2 separate regions of the Mus musculus genome follow, and region 1 is linked to region 2. The links are chromatin contacts, called in public HiChIP or PLAC-seq maps. All regions are on one chromosome and are shown on one strand. The core of a region is the stretch at or near the end of the contact, and the rest is flanking DNA. Distances in the headings are between cores, read along the strand shown.

The links. HiChIP or PLAC-seq counts read pairs in DNA pulled down with a chosen protein or histone mark.
Region 1: a contact with region 2 is called in an H3K27ac HiChIP or PLAC-seq map of large pre-B cells, with 2.3 times the contacts expected there. The contact joins two enhancer-like sites. A contact is called at or near these places in 1 of 115 datasets of contacts at active chromatin or transcription factors (large pre-B cells) and 1 of 9 other capture datasets (liver).

Annotation. Positions count from the first base shown.
Region 1 is chr2:93,425,150-93,431,954 of GRCm38.p6, forward strand. It overlaps Cd82 (CD82 antigen), which reads right to left. Exons shown (of 10, transcript NM_007656.5): 5 at 4,982-5,106; 6 at 4,796-4,870. Among named protein-coding and RNA genes, the nearest start is that of Mir7001, 6.5 kb to the left of the region's middle. Within about 2 kb of position 2,437, at least 71 of the 459 cell types and tissues checked have an H3K27ac peak or open chromatin away from gene starts, as enhancers often do.
Region 2 is chr2:93,128,840-93,135,744 of GRCm38.p6, forward strand. No RefSeq gene overlaps it. Among named protein-coding and RNA genes, the nearest start is that of Gm32627, 12 kb to the right of the region's middle. Within about 2 kb of position 3,557, at least 107 of the 459 cell types and tissues checked have an H3K27ac peak or open chromatin away from gene starts, as enhancers often do.

The DNA of each region.
Region 1 (6,805 bases), core at 1,187-3,686, 300 kb after region 2:
TCAAAGGGCAATGTCCCTGGCTCATATCTTCCCAGGGCATCAGACCAACCACAAGCCATCTAAGAGTCAGAGCCCATATGACTCCACAGGTTCCCCACATCTTAGGAGAGCAAGCCTCCTGGTCACACAGCCAGCCAGTCAGCAGCAGATTCCAGAATCCAGATCTGTGCAGTTGCCAGGGTCCTGGAGGCCTCCTCCTGCTCTGTCCCCACCTCACCAGAGACTGTCTTCCCCAAAAGCCTACACTGTTATTTTCCATGGCTGAGTGCTGTTTCAGAGTGTGAGTGGCCCAGGACCTTCAAGGGCAACACTGCACCCAACTTAAGACTTTCCCACACTTTCCTGTCCTCTGCTTAGATGCTTCCTGTCATGGGGAGTGTAGAACCCCACAAAAGCATGCCACAGAGTGGAGTCTCTCAACTGTCTCACTGGCATTGGTCCCCTGAAGTCCAAGCTTGAACTATGCAGGAGCAATTGAGTCCTTTCCTGGGCCAAAGATTGCTGATGCCCTCTGCCCGCCTTCCCGAGGTCCTTCTGTAGGTTCTGCAGGACATGCACAGTCAGAACAGTGTCAGAACAGCCAAGCCCTGCTCCCATTCACGATGCTGCCTCTGATCCTCTCAGAGCTTTCTAGAAATGAGGCCCTCTGCTTGGGGCCATGGGCAGGGCATTTCACCTCTCATCTCCACCCCAAGTGATTCTAGAAGCCCACTGCTCCACAGTCTGCAGGAGTGTGTCATGCACCCAGCCACCACAGGCTGACAGTAAGTTTGTATCCCTATGCAGAGCACAGGGGCTCTAGGACTCTTGGCTCCCTGGTGAGTCTCCACCCACATTTCTATGACCCTGGGCAACCAACAGCCAGCTGCTTTCTCCGTTCACAGCTGGGAAGAAAGGGCCATCTGTCCTAGGACTGAGACATTCCCTCCCAGAAGAGCAGACCATTCACAGGGAAGGTTTTGTCTCTGGGAACCTGGCCTACCACCTCTGCCACATACGACTGAGCACACTCGTGACTTCAGGCTTTCTGGAGTTGGGAGGGGTCCGGCTCCCTTAACACCATCTTTGGAGCAATGTGCCCTCACCCTACCCCCACACGAAGCCCTTCTGCTTCAGGTTGTAGCTCCAGGCCCTGCACTCCAACCCAATCCAGGTTCTTAATACTTCTGTATCTGTTAATGGGAAGCTATCACTTGGCTGTCATTTGGCAGCCAAACCAGCCTGTCAACAGGGAAGCAGGAGACCTCATTTCTTTCCTGGCCCCTCGCTCTCTGCTGCCTTAGGAAGTATCAGCAGAATCCTTCCTAGACATCTACACAGCTCAGAGGGTGTGCATAACTTCACCCAGGCCACACAGCAGCCAACACAAGAGCTTACCAAGGAGCAGGACCCCAGAATGTCAGACCTGGTCTCTGCTCCCACACTGGCTGGGTGACTGCAGCCAGCAGCCCATAGATGAAGCCCCTGTGACTTCACCCTGAGTCCTGCTCACTCAGCCTGGCCTATCTTAACACTGGCCACGGTGGGTGCAGCTACCCACCATGCTTACCTGTTCGCCCAGGTCCAGCAAAGTCTCCACAGCAGTGATGCCACGATGCCTGCTGACCAGCCAAGGGCCCTGGGCCTCGCAGCCTCTACCCTACCACTCTCCACCCGGCAGTGGGAGGAGGCCTTTGGGGGTTCTGACCCCTAGAAGCATTCAGATCTTACAAAGGGACTGGGAAGGCTGTGGATGTGGCTTGGTGAATCAGTGCTTTCCTGACACCCAAAAACCCCTTATTCCAACTGAATAAAACTTGGGGTGGGGGTTGGGAAATGAGGGGTGGTAATAGCTGTACTCCTAGCACTTGGGAGGGGCGGTATGGAGTATCCTAAGTTCCAGATCATCCTTGGTGACATCATAACTCCAAGGCCAGCCTGGAGTACATGAAACCTAGTCTCAGAACAACCAGAAAAGGTTGGTGACATCACAGCCCAGAAGGGTCTGGGGTGTGATTATACGCACTGACTTCCCCAGGGACACTGTCTGTGGGGCACAGGGGGCCTGATGTCTTGCTTGTAGCCTACACTGTCACTGAATGGCTGCAGCTGCTGTCTCAGAGGACATTTCTGCCACAGAAACCCACAAGGGAGAGAGGTCTGAAGCATCACTCCAGAAGAGGAAGCTGAGGCAGAAAGAGGCTGCCTGCCCCGGGCCTCAGAACCAATGCTGAGTGGGCCTTTGACGATCCGCCAGCCATCTTTTAGAAGGCCTCTTCCTCTGCCCTGAGAAATCCTGCCCGCCCCTGCCCCACTCCAAGCTGCACAGGAATAAACACCAGCAAGGGGTGTTTAGTCTCCTGCTGTGATTTACAAAGTGGCTGGGGGGGGTATGCTCCTTCCAATTCAGGGGTGAAGGTGCAGAATCTCACCCACCACAGGGGATTCCCCATTCTGTGCAGGAAGGAGTGGGGTGTGGAGCCTGAGGTAGTAGGGTGGCAGAGGAAGCCCCGTGGGGCACACAGCATTGCAAAGAGGCCGACTCTCCAGCCAGTCCTGAGGCACCCAGAGGCTGGACTCCTGAGCTTCTACCACAGATGAGCAGCAGCAAGCAGAACGTCCGTGGGGAAGTCGCTCTGAGGCTGCTCTGAGTGTGTGACTGTGGCCAAAGTCACTTGGCTCTTGTGAGTTTGTTTCTTGAGTGGAAAAATGTAAATCTCAAACAGGTTATGTTCAAGCTTGGCCCCTGATATGGGGTTGAAGTCAATTCAGAGGGTGCCGCTGCCCTCACCAAGGGATGGCGGCTCCACTAGGGGTGGGGGCGGGGTGACTCAGACCCCCTGCGAAGGCCACCAGCTTCCTACCTAATGACATTGCCAGGTACCCTGACTCAGTCCCCAGAAAAGTCACCAGGGAGAAATGAGTACCTGACCCTATACGGGGCTAGGTAAGGAGTTTCCCTCCCCTAACCACAGGCTTCCTGCCGACATCCAGGCGAGTTTCCTTTCATCTACCATTTCCTCTCTCGCCTTGGCCACCTGGAGGCTCAGGCTCAGGTCAGCCCTCAGCTGTCAGGGTTCAGCTGTCATGGCCACCCTGCTCCTGGCACAGGCTCTCTTCTCATTTGGATTGCAGCTGCCCTATGCTCTCGTGCTGGGAGCCAGCCCAGCTCACCTGGAGAACAGGCTGGGTGTGCATTACAAACCAAAGCCTCAGGCAAGGAACCACTACAGCGAACGAACGTCTTATCAGCATGACCACTAAGCCAGGATGCCTGGGTTCCCATTCTGCCTCTGCTGCTCATTGGCTGTGTGAACACGAGTAAGCTGTTCAACCTCTCTGTGCTTCAGCGCCCACATCAGAAAATGAGACTCCTCCCCTCTCCCATCTCCGGCATGGTTTCAAGAAATGGCCAGACTCGGTGTGTGACTAGCACAGCTCTAGGCTCCTCAGTTCTTCCGAGGGCTAGCTAATGTTGGACCAAAGTTCTCAGCTTCCAAGAGGGACCTATGGCTACACGGCAAGTCCTTGCCCCATGCTGCACAGCAGGATGGGAGAGAGGCCCCAAGGCTCAGCTGGTTCCCAGTGGGGTCTCTGAGGGCAGCAGGGGAGCCTGGGGCTCCCTGATTCCTCCACCAGCAAGATGAAGGCCTGGGTATGATCCTGCCTCTCACATGACCCAGCTGGTGACAGGGTGAGCACGGAGCTTGGTCTGTGGCCTGTGTGGACCCAACAACAGAGACGCTGGGGTCCAGGTGACAGTGACCGATGCTCTTCCTCAGCATCTACTTCTTCAGACATGCTGGCACACGCCTCTAATCCCAGCACTCAGGAAGCAGAGGCAGGTGGATCTCTGAGTTCTCGGCCAGCCAGGGCTACATAATGAGCCTGTCTCAATAACTAGCATTTGCTTTCCCCTGTCCACAGGGGACTCACCCTACAAGGCTAGTCTGCATGAAGCTTCTAGACGGTGCCGGTACACACCGGAGGTCCTCAGACCTGAGCTGTGGGCAGTCATAATTCCCAATAACAAGTCTGAAGGCTCCATGCTAAACTCTCTCAAGCACCCTCCTGATCCAGGGGAAAGCTATCTGCGACAAGTGATGGCCCTGGCTGGCATTGCCCCCGCTTCTGGCCACAGCAGTGCAAATGGTGTGCCTGGTGCTGTGGCAGCCATCCTGTGACCATGAGATGCCATGCTACGGACATTTGATCCCAGTGTGAGGGCTCCAGTCTCCCAGCTGCTAAAGGAGACTTGTCTCGGAAACAGCAGCAGCAGAAGACATCCTTTGGCCTTAAGCTGCAGCAAGTCTGACTTTCCACCCTGAGAGAACATCTGCATCATCAGATTCCGCCCTGGGCTCATCTGTGGCACACTAGTAGCATTTGACACACACTCAAGAGCTTTAATGACAAAAAATGCCTCAAGTGGATCAGCTGCTCACCTAGCAATGCACTGGTGGGTCCCAGAGTCCTCGTTTACCGAGGGTAAGGCAGGTTCAGAGAGGGAAGGGGTCAGTCTAAGGCCACACAGCAATCCGAGTTCCATCTCAAGCTCTAGCCCTCTCTCTATTGGTCCCATTTTCAATTACAAGTGCCACAAGGGTCACCCCCTCCCCCAGGGGCAGAGGGCTACCCTGCCTGCCCCTCACTAGGGAGGACAACTCTGGCCAGCCACTTTCACCACCTTGGACACATTGGTGTCCTTGTACAGGGGGCTTTCCATGACCTCCTGGGCCACCTGTGACAACCAAGTGGATTCCTGCCAAAGGAACCTGTCTCAGCAGCCCTCACCTGCAGGAGAAAGGGTGCTTACCTTGTCAGCGTTGAAGTAGAAGAGGACCCCTACGGTCACCTGTGCGATGAGGATCAGCAGAAGGAAGACAAAGTACTGGGGACAAAGGCACAGAGTCAGCTATGTCCCATGGGTATCTGCCCCATCCCAGGAAGAACTCCCTACCCTGGGGACCTGGGCCAGCACAGGTTCAGGGCCCTGACTCACCAGACCCAGCAAGCAGCGGACCTCATTGACAGCACCGATACAGCCCAGGAAGCCCATCACTATGGTGATGGCGCCCACACCGATGAAGACGTAAGCCCCCACCTGCAGCGAGCTGGATGAGGTTTCTAAAGGAGAAGGGCAAACACCTAGTGAGCCATGAACCACAGGGCAAAGGCAGTCTGGGTCCAGGTCGACTGTCTGGCTCCCCACGGCTGGGGTTGGGGCAGCCATGTTCCTACCCTCACCCGTCCTGGTGTTCCATTCCCGTGCAGCCACGAGTTCTTATTACTCCTTTTGTTCTCAGCACCTCTAATCTGATTTTCCCTGAGATTGAGTGCAGGAGGGTGGGGCCGGGTTGAATTTCCTAGGGGACCCTGCAAGCCAGGCCTGGGTCAGGAGGCAGACGCCACACAGGTTCTGTTGAGGACCCTGAAGATCTACAGGTGCCCATGCTGGCCAGGACATGGGCTGGGGTGAGGCTGTAGCGTGAGAAAACATCAGCTAGTGCAGGGTCTGGCTTGCTTTTAGGAAGCAGAAGCTACAGTGGGTACAAAGGCGAGAGAGGGAGGAAGGTCTGGAAGGCTGGGCCTGTGGGGGAAATGCGGACCCACAAGGGAATGGCTCTGGGGTGGGGGGGGATGGGCAGACCTCATAAGGGAAGGTGGGGGTCTGTGGTCAGAGGGTGAGGGCAACGGTAATAGAGGATTTTTTTGTTTTTGAGATGGAGTCTTTCTTCTGTAGCCCTGGCTATCCTGGAACACACCACGTAGACCAGGCCTGCCTCTGCTGGGATTAAAGGTGTGCCACATGCTCACCAAAACAGAGGGGACTCTTTGGTTTGTTTTCTGAGAGGTCTTAAAGCCTAGGCTAGCTTAACCTGATCGTTCTAGTGCTGGCACACGCTAGAACCTCACAGAGATCTCAGAGATCGGGGCCTTTGGGATTTGTTCCCCGGGATGGGGATGAGGCCAGCCAGGGCCAACTTGGGCCCTTCAGGTGGGGTGACATAGGCCTGCTTGCTCATTCCCACTGCTTGCTCACCAAGGTGGTGGCTCTGGGGTGGGGTGGGATGGGCTGTGTCTTTGAATAAACACAGAAGGGAAGTGGATGGCAGGAGGCCCTGTTCCAGAACTCAGGGAGACTCAGGCCTACAGTCCTTGCTGCCAAGCTCCCAAGAACTTTCCTGCTCTGCTCAGAACCTCTGGGAAAGTGGCCTGAGATGAGGGGAGCTGAGCTCCTCACAATGGCCTCACATTCCGGGGGTTGAGGCAAGGCCAGATGATCCAGAAGACACAAAGGGCCCTAGACAAAAAGGGTGTCATATACCAGCCCTGATTGAGGCCCTTGGACTAAAGCCTTTTGCACACCCTGACACTCTCTCTGGATTCATAGCCAGTTCTCCCTAGGGGTTTTCTTGAGGCTTAAGGAGGCTGTGGTGCAGGGAGCCTGCCCTGTGAGACCCCAAGACCAGCTGTCCCCACTCAGCTTCAGGGTGCCTGACTCTGCCACTGACTAGTGCCTGTCCAAGGTGTCCCCTGCATTGTCCACAGCAGCAGAGTGTGTCTGACTCAGCTAGCAGGGGAGCCAGGAGGTAGAAAGCAGGCCACAGGTACTGAAGGGACCCCAGTCAGGTGACCAAGCTCTATCAGCCTGCCACAACCAGTGGCAAGCCACTTCCTCCTTCCTCCTCTGGAAAATAGGACTTTGTGCAGTGGCTCATGGTCAAAGGGATTAAACTGTAATTCACCCAGAGCAGTCCTAAAAGCCTCACTAAGAAATGAGAGATTCGGTCTGGTGTGCTTGTTTGAGACAGGGTCTCATGTA
Region 2 (6,905 bases), core at 2,307-4,806:
TCCTTCTCCTCCACAGAGGAGGTATGCAGGGCTGGCGGCAGATACCTCTTGGCTTGTCCCCTGAGAAGGACCTGTGTGTCATCACTTTACAGACAGGGAAACTTGAGAAACTGAGTGGCTCTGGGTTCCCTGGAGGACTCCTGCAGGGACCAGGTAAGAGTCAGGCTGAAGGAGTCCTAGACCAGAGTGCTGCCTCAGACTCAGGGTAAAGCATATGCCGAGGGCAACCAGAGCCCTGATCTTCTCATGGATAACTCTCCCCCTCCCCCTCCCCCTCTGCCTCTTCCTCCTCCTTCCTCCAGTCTTACCCTGAGAACAACACTGCCCTGGAGACCACAGCAGAGAAAAGATTCCAGACCTCTAAGTCCTGGATCAGAGACCAATCCTCCAGCCCTGTGTTCCCCAGCCCATGGGACTCAAGAGTCGTTGCTTCCTTGATGCTGTGCCATCTACCTGTTTGTTTGCACTTGAGCAGATGGCTACGAGGAAGGTCCCTGAAGGGACAAGCACGTGAGTGAGTGCAAAATCAGTGAAAGAGGAGGTCCTGTGTCTGTGGCCTCCTGTTATTTGAAGCCTTTTTAGCTTCAAATAAGACACTGGAGACAATACTACAGGGAACCGGATTAAACCAGTCTAAGCTAGAGTTCCCCATTTCTAGGTGACCTAGTGTAACCTATCTCTGTCTCTGTCTCTCTTCCAGTAGTTTTTATTTAATGTGCATTGCTGCCATGTATGTCTGTGTGAGGATGTCTGAAGCCCTGGAACTGGAGTTATAGACAGTTGTGAGCTGCCATGTGGGTGCTGAGATTCGAACCCTAGGTCATCTGGAAGAGAAGCCAGTGCTCTTAACTGTTGCACCATCTCTCCAGCCCCGTGTTGTCTCATTATAATGCTCAGTTCTCTGCCCAGTCTTCGAGCATGGCATGTATGAAGAAGCATGATTTCATGCCAAGCATCACATACAGCTGTCTGCTGGCCTCTATGCAATACCACAAGGAGTATGAGGAGTCTTCTATAGAAGCCCCTTGTCCCCTCCACTCTGGGAACCATCCTTGCCGCATGCAATCATTTGTCTTTCATTTTTCCTTTTAGTTTGGGCCCATTGGCTCTGCCTGGACCATGGTCTGAGCCCACTGAGTCCTTGAAGTGGTTTGTATGAGAATGTTCCCCTTGGGCTCTGGCATTTGAAAAATGGATTCCCAGTTTGTGAAGGTCTAGGAGGTTCAGCATTGCTGGAGGAAGTGCATCATTAGGAGTGGACTTAAGAGGGTTCAAAGCCTCTCCCATGCCCAATATACTCACTCACTCTGTCTATCTATCTATCTATCTATCTATCTATCTATCTATCTATCTATCTGCTTCATGCTGTGGTTCAAGTTGTGAGCTACTGCCTGCTGCCTCTGCCCTGCCATTATGGATTTTAACCCTCTGAGACTGTAAGCCAAAACAAACTCTTTCTTCTACAAGTTCTATAGTGTTTATTCCAGCAACAACAACAAAAAAAAGCAATGCAGTGCCCCCCTGCATGCCTCCAGGGACATTGCAGACAGCAAGCCCCAGCCTCAGAGCCAAGCAACTCCGTGCATTCCTTCTTGGCATGGTCACCATCCTTCCCTGGTGTTAAGGACATCTGCCCACTCGGAATCTTCTTCCTCTATGGTCTCACATACCTTCACTGATTTCTTAGGCTTACAAAATTGGAGCCAGGCGGTGGTAGCCATGCCTTTAGTCCTAGCACTCAGGAGACAGGGGCAGGTGAATCTCTGAATTCAACACCAGTCTGAGGGAGAGGGAGAGGGAGAGGGAGAGGGAGAGGGAGAGGGAGAGGGAGAGGGAGAGGGAGAGGGAGAGGGAGAGGGAGAGGGAGAGGGAGAGGGAGAGGGGAGAGGGGAGAGGGAGAGGGAGAGAAATGTGTTGGGGAGAATTCTGGATTTTATACCTGTTGTCCACTCCCCGTTGAAATTGAACATGGCCATGCCTCTCCAGAGAAGTAGGGTTGATCCATTCCCACAGCAGGACTCCATCTTATAGGATACTGTAGCTCTGGCATATAAGATATTGGAGGTGGGTGGGAGAGTGTTCACTGAAGGACCACAGTATGAGCCACTCACAAAAGCCGCCTTTCTCCTGGAGCGTATCAAACATCTGGTTGAAAGATACAGAATATGCTTCCAAGAAAACCCATTGGAACTCAGACTTTCAAGGTGGTGCAAGATAGCCTTGAAATCTTGGATGTCTCAAGTTGCCTCTCAAGTGTTGGAATTAAAGGTTTGCACCAGTTTATGCTATGCTGGGGATGCCACCCAGGGCTCCCCACATTAGGCAAGTGCTCTATGGGTTGCATTGTCTCCCTAGCCTGCTGGTCAACCTTCAGTGTGTCAGGAAGCTAGACCTGGGATCCCCAGCTAGGAGGCTCTGTTCTCTCCTATTCCACTCAATGCTGGGACTTACATAATTCAGAATGTTTTTCACAGACATCCAAGCTCAACCGTCCCTTCTAAAGCCCTTCCTGGAAGTTTTAGCTATGAGAGAAGTTCGGCGTCACACAGTGAAGAAAGGCATCCGTGTCTCAGTGATGACTCCGTGGCTGGGTGGCTTCCTGCAGCTGCAGGCTCCACACCTGCTTCCACGAGGTTTCCTCAATGTCAGGAATACACCACCATCTCCTTCCTCCTCTCTTGCCCATTTGGGTAGGGCCGTGTGGACTGTTTCCCATCTATCTCCTCATGAGCTATAGAGCCGTATAACATTGGCCAATGGCTCTTTAGTCGAAGTTCAAACCCACACCAAGGCATTTCCATCCTGGCTGGTCCCTATCAGCTGTGACATCTGAGATAAATTACTTAACCTCTCTGGGTTATCATTCTTTTTATACAAAATGGCAAGGGACCATTTTGTATGGAGGTTTTCACCTCTCTCTCCCTCCCTCCCCCCCCCCCTCTCTCCCTCCCTCCCTCCATTCCTTCCTTCCTTCCTCTCTCTTTGCTTTTGTTTTTCTTTATTTCAAGAAAGGGTTTCTCTGTGTCTCTCTAGTTGACCTGGAAGTCATTCTATAAATCAGGCTGGGCTTGAAGTTGGGTATCTGCCTGTTTCTGCCTCCTGACTGCTAGGATTAAGGGCATGGGACACTACACTCAGCTGAGGTTTGACTTTCAACCCACAGATGAAACATCTGTGCTGAGAGGAAGACAATGAGGCCTGGAACATATGAGGCTATTTCCTGCTCCAAGCCACACAATTTGAATTCAGTCAGGGGTCACTAGAATTTAAGTTCAGATTAATATGATCCCGAATCCACCATTTTCTCCTTTTTTCTTTCTTCCGTTCCCTATTTATTCACCAGCTACACTCCAACTGAAGATCTGGCAGGCTCAGCTTTATGACCCTGGTGTGCCTCCTGCTTTTCCTCCTGATGAGTCCCGAAACCCTCTGGGGTGGCTGCCAACAGAGTGGGTTGGGCTCTGCCCAGATGTCGCTCTGCCAGGACATGATGAAGGCTGGCTTCCTTTGCCGACAGTGATTGGCAGGTGTTTATTTCCTTTTAAGAAGCTAACAGCTGTGGTGTGTTTATGGTTTAATTTTTGTTTTCGTTTTCTCTTCCACCGCTACGCAGAGGGTAGAGAGAAGCACAGCTCTGCCTGGACACCTGCTCCCTCTGCCCTGGAGATGGACCTCTCCCAGGGGCAGAAGTCTGGGCCTTTGCAGAGGTTCACAGGGCAGGGCTGTCTGGGCAAGCCTACTGTGTGCTCCTTGACTCCGATTCTTACTGAAGATCAACTGATGACTGTCTTAGCTGTCCCAGGAGGCTCAGCTCATAGAAAACTAGGAGGTTTCTATGCTCAGGGCCTGGGGACAGGTGACCATTATAATGCTTCCCTGTGCAAGGTGTGGCTTCAGGGACAGTGTATTCTCTTACTGTGATTTGTTTGTTGTGTTATTTACGTTGTGTGTATGTGTACACAGTGTCAGCTCCCATCCGTACATATGTGGATCCAGAGGAGAATGGGGTGGCTTACTTTACTGTGTTCCACTAATATAATAATATCTATTATTCCCTTAAGACTGAACCTGGAACAAGGCAGACAACCAGTAAATCCAAGCCATCCTCCTGTCTCCATCCCATAACACTGGAGTTGTGGGGCCCACAGCCACACCCAGCTTTTAACGTGGGTGCTGGGATTCGATCTGAGTGCTGACCCATTCCCTGGCCCCTGATAGTCACTGATACATTTGGGCACTACTGAAGCTCAAACCAAGTGCTCCCTGCCTGCTATGCAAGTGCTCTCTCTACCAGTGGGCAACTCGGCAGCCTTTTATGTATCTTTTGAATGTGAAATGGTTTAAGACTTGGTTTCAATGGTTTAACAGTTGCAACAACAACCCTGAGAATCTCCACACAGATACCTTCACCCAGATGCCCCGCACAGATGCTGACAGTGACCTTGTTGGAATCAGATCTGCCCTAGGAAAAATTGAGATTCAAGCTTTATTCTGGTTTTCTCCAGCTCCTGCAATCCCATTTTTCATTTTCAGTTTTTACCATGTCCCCCAGTGCTGACTCAAGGCACTCCAGTCTCCAACCCGCGCCTGGCTCTTCCTTCTGTCTTTACCTTCTCAGTGTCTACTCTTACCCCGTGTTCGCTGTCACGTATGACACATTTCCATTTCAGACTGCGCCTGCCTGAGTTGCAGTTCTCAGTAGGGGACCTCTCCTTTTCTTCCCTCTGACCTCCCTTCCTCTGTCCTCTCTTTTGAGATTTGGGTGAGATGATTAGCCTTTGCTGTGGTGACCACTGTTTATTTTATTTTTGTTTGCGGTACTTCTCTGCTCTCGGACCGTTCATTTTCTAACCTCAAACTTCCCCAGTTGGCTCAAACTGGTCTTGGTATTTTAATTCATACCAGCCTTTCTCCAGTTCACCATCATAAGAGACATCCTCTTGAGACCTGCCTGAACTTGTAGGCAGATGACCTCATTGTGTGAGGAACCTTCTGCCAGCCCCTAGCTGCATGTCCTGTTTCCCTGATCCATAGATATATTTATGGTTCACTCTCTCATTCGAGTGGAGGGCATCCTCCAGTAGTTGTTTTTTTCTTTTTTTTTTTTTTAAAGGCAGCTGGAGGCAAATTTCTTGATATTTTGAATGTCTAGAGGTATATTCTCTCTCTCTCTCTCTCTCTCTCTCTCTCTCTCTCTCTCTCTCTCTCTCTCTCTGTGCTGTTGGTTCCTCTGGGACCTTAAGGACAGTTTTCAGTCGTGTTGTCATTCATAAGCCTGCTGCTGAGAAGCTCGAAGCTGCCCTGAGGCTCTCTTTAACTCTTTGGATGACAACATCCTCCATGCATCACAAGCACTACCATGCATTCCATGTGCCCCAAGCCTCTCTGCTGCTGCTCTGTGGTGGGAACCTGCCTTCACTGCCCTTGCCGAACCTTTCTAGGGTCCTTTCAGCCATAAGAGCCACATCTTTCCCTTGAGAAGTTCTCCTTGACTATTTTACTGACATTTCTTCCCCACATCCCCCATCATTTTTCATAGCATCCTTGTCTACTATGAGCTTTCTTTGTAGGGTTTGGGGAATTATGACCTATCGATGATCATATGGTGATCTCAAGTGTGCCCTGTCTACCTTCCTGGTTCTGTCCACCTCTAGGACTTCATATTTGTGTCACCCAGGGCCCTTCACCATCCTCTGGTCACCTGGCAGCTACCCCAAAGGGTGGTAAAGCCAGAGCCAAGCGTGGTAGCAGTGTGGTGTCCTTAGCTCTGTCTTCTTGATAATTGTTCCTGAAAGGATGCATACTTGCCCTGGAGGGAAGGCAGCTGATGCCAGCCTCCTATGCTAGACCACAGGTTCACTCTGCCTCCCTCCATCTCTCCTTATGCCTGGAGACCTTTAAGGTTACACCAGAGGTTAACTTAGAATTGGGAGTGGGCTGCATCTCATGGGCTGGGTTTCATACTGAATAAAAAGGAGGAAGAGGGCTAAGAACATGCATCTTTCTCTGCTTCTAGGCTACATGGGGTGACTAACCACCCCATGTCCAGCTACAGTGACTTCCCCAACAAGGTCGGACTGTTCCTTTGAACTGTGAGCCAAAATCGCCCCTTCCTTCTCGAGGTTGCCTTCCTCGGGCATTTGCCACTGCAATAAGGAAAGTGGTTAATATAGTCGCCTGCCAGAAAAGACTCTGCAGTGTCAGAGCACTAATCTGTATTGTAATTATATTCTTCTACACTTATCTTACTAATAACTGTCTACTGATAGTGCTGCCGAGTCTTGTATTTCTGGAGATGATGTACAGAGAGGTACAAGATACAGCCACAGAAAAACTGAAATAATTTAAAAAGCAGCCTTCAGTTTTATGCTGGATGCATACATGAGGTCAGAAGGCAACCTGCAAGGGTTGGTTCTCTCCTTCTAAGCTGTGGGTCCCAGGGGTAGAGCCCAAACTGTCAGGCTTGATGGCAGGCCCCTTCACACACCGACTCATCCTGTCTGCCCCAAACCACACTTTCAATGTGCTAATCAAAAACAGTAGGATCAAAAGGCCTCAGAGCTCTGAAAGGAAGCCAGAGCTGGAAAGGTCTCTGGTCTAGGGAGGGGCTGCCTTGCAAGGTCAACGGGAAATCACTTTAGCCTTGAGTGGAGTGCGATAGGCAGGGCAAACTAGAGTTTGGAAGACAGGAAGTCAGGGAAGCCAGCAGTGTGGAGATGCTCTGACGCAGGAGGAGGTAGTGTTGTCGTTCAACTTCCCACCGGCCCCACCTAAGGTCTCCTAGAAGGCAGAGATGTTAGAAACAGATGGAAATGAAGAAGGCCATGATGGTCTCACACATTCTCATACTGACTGTCTTGCTGAAGCGGCTGACCTTAGATAATAATAAAACCGATCTGAAACTG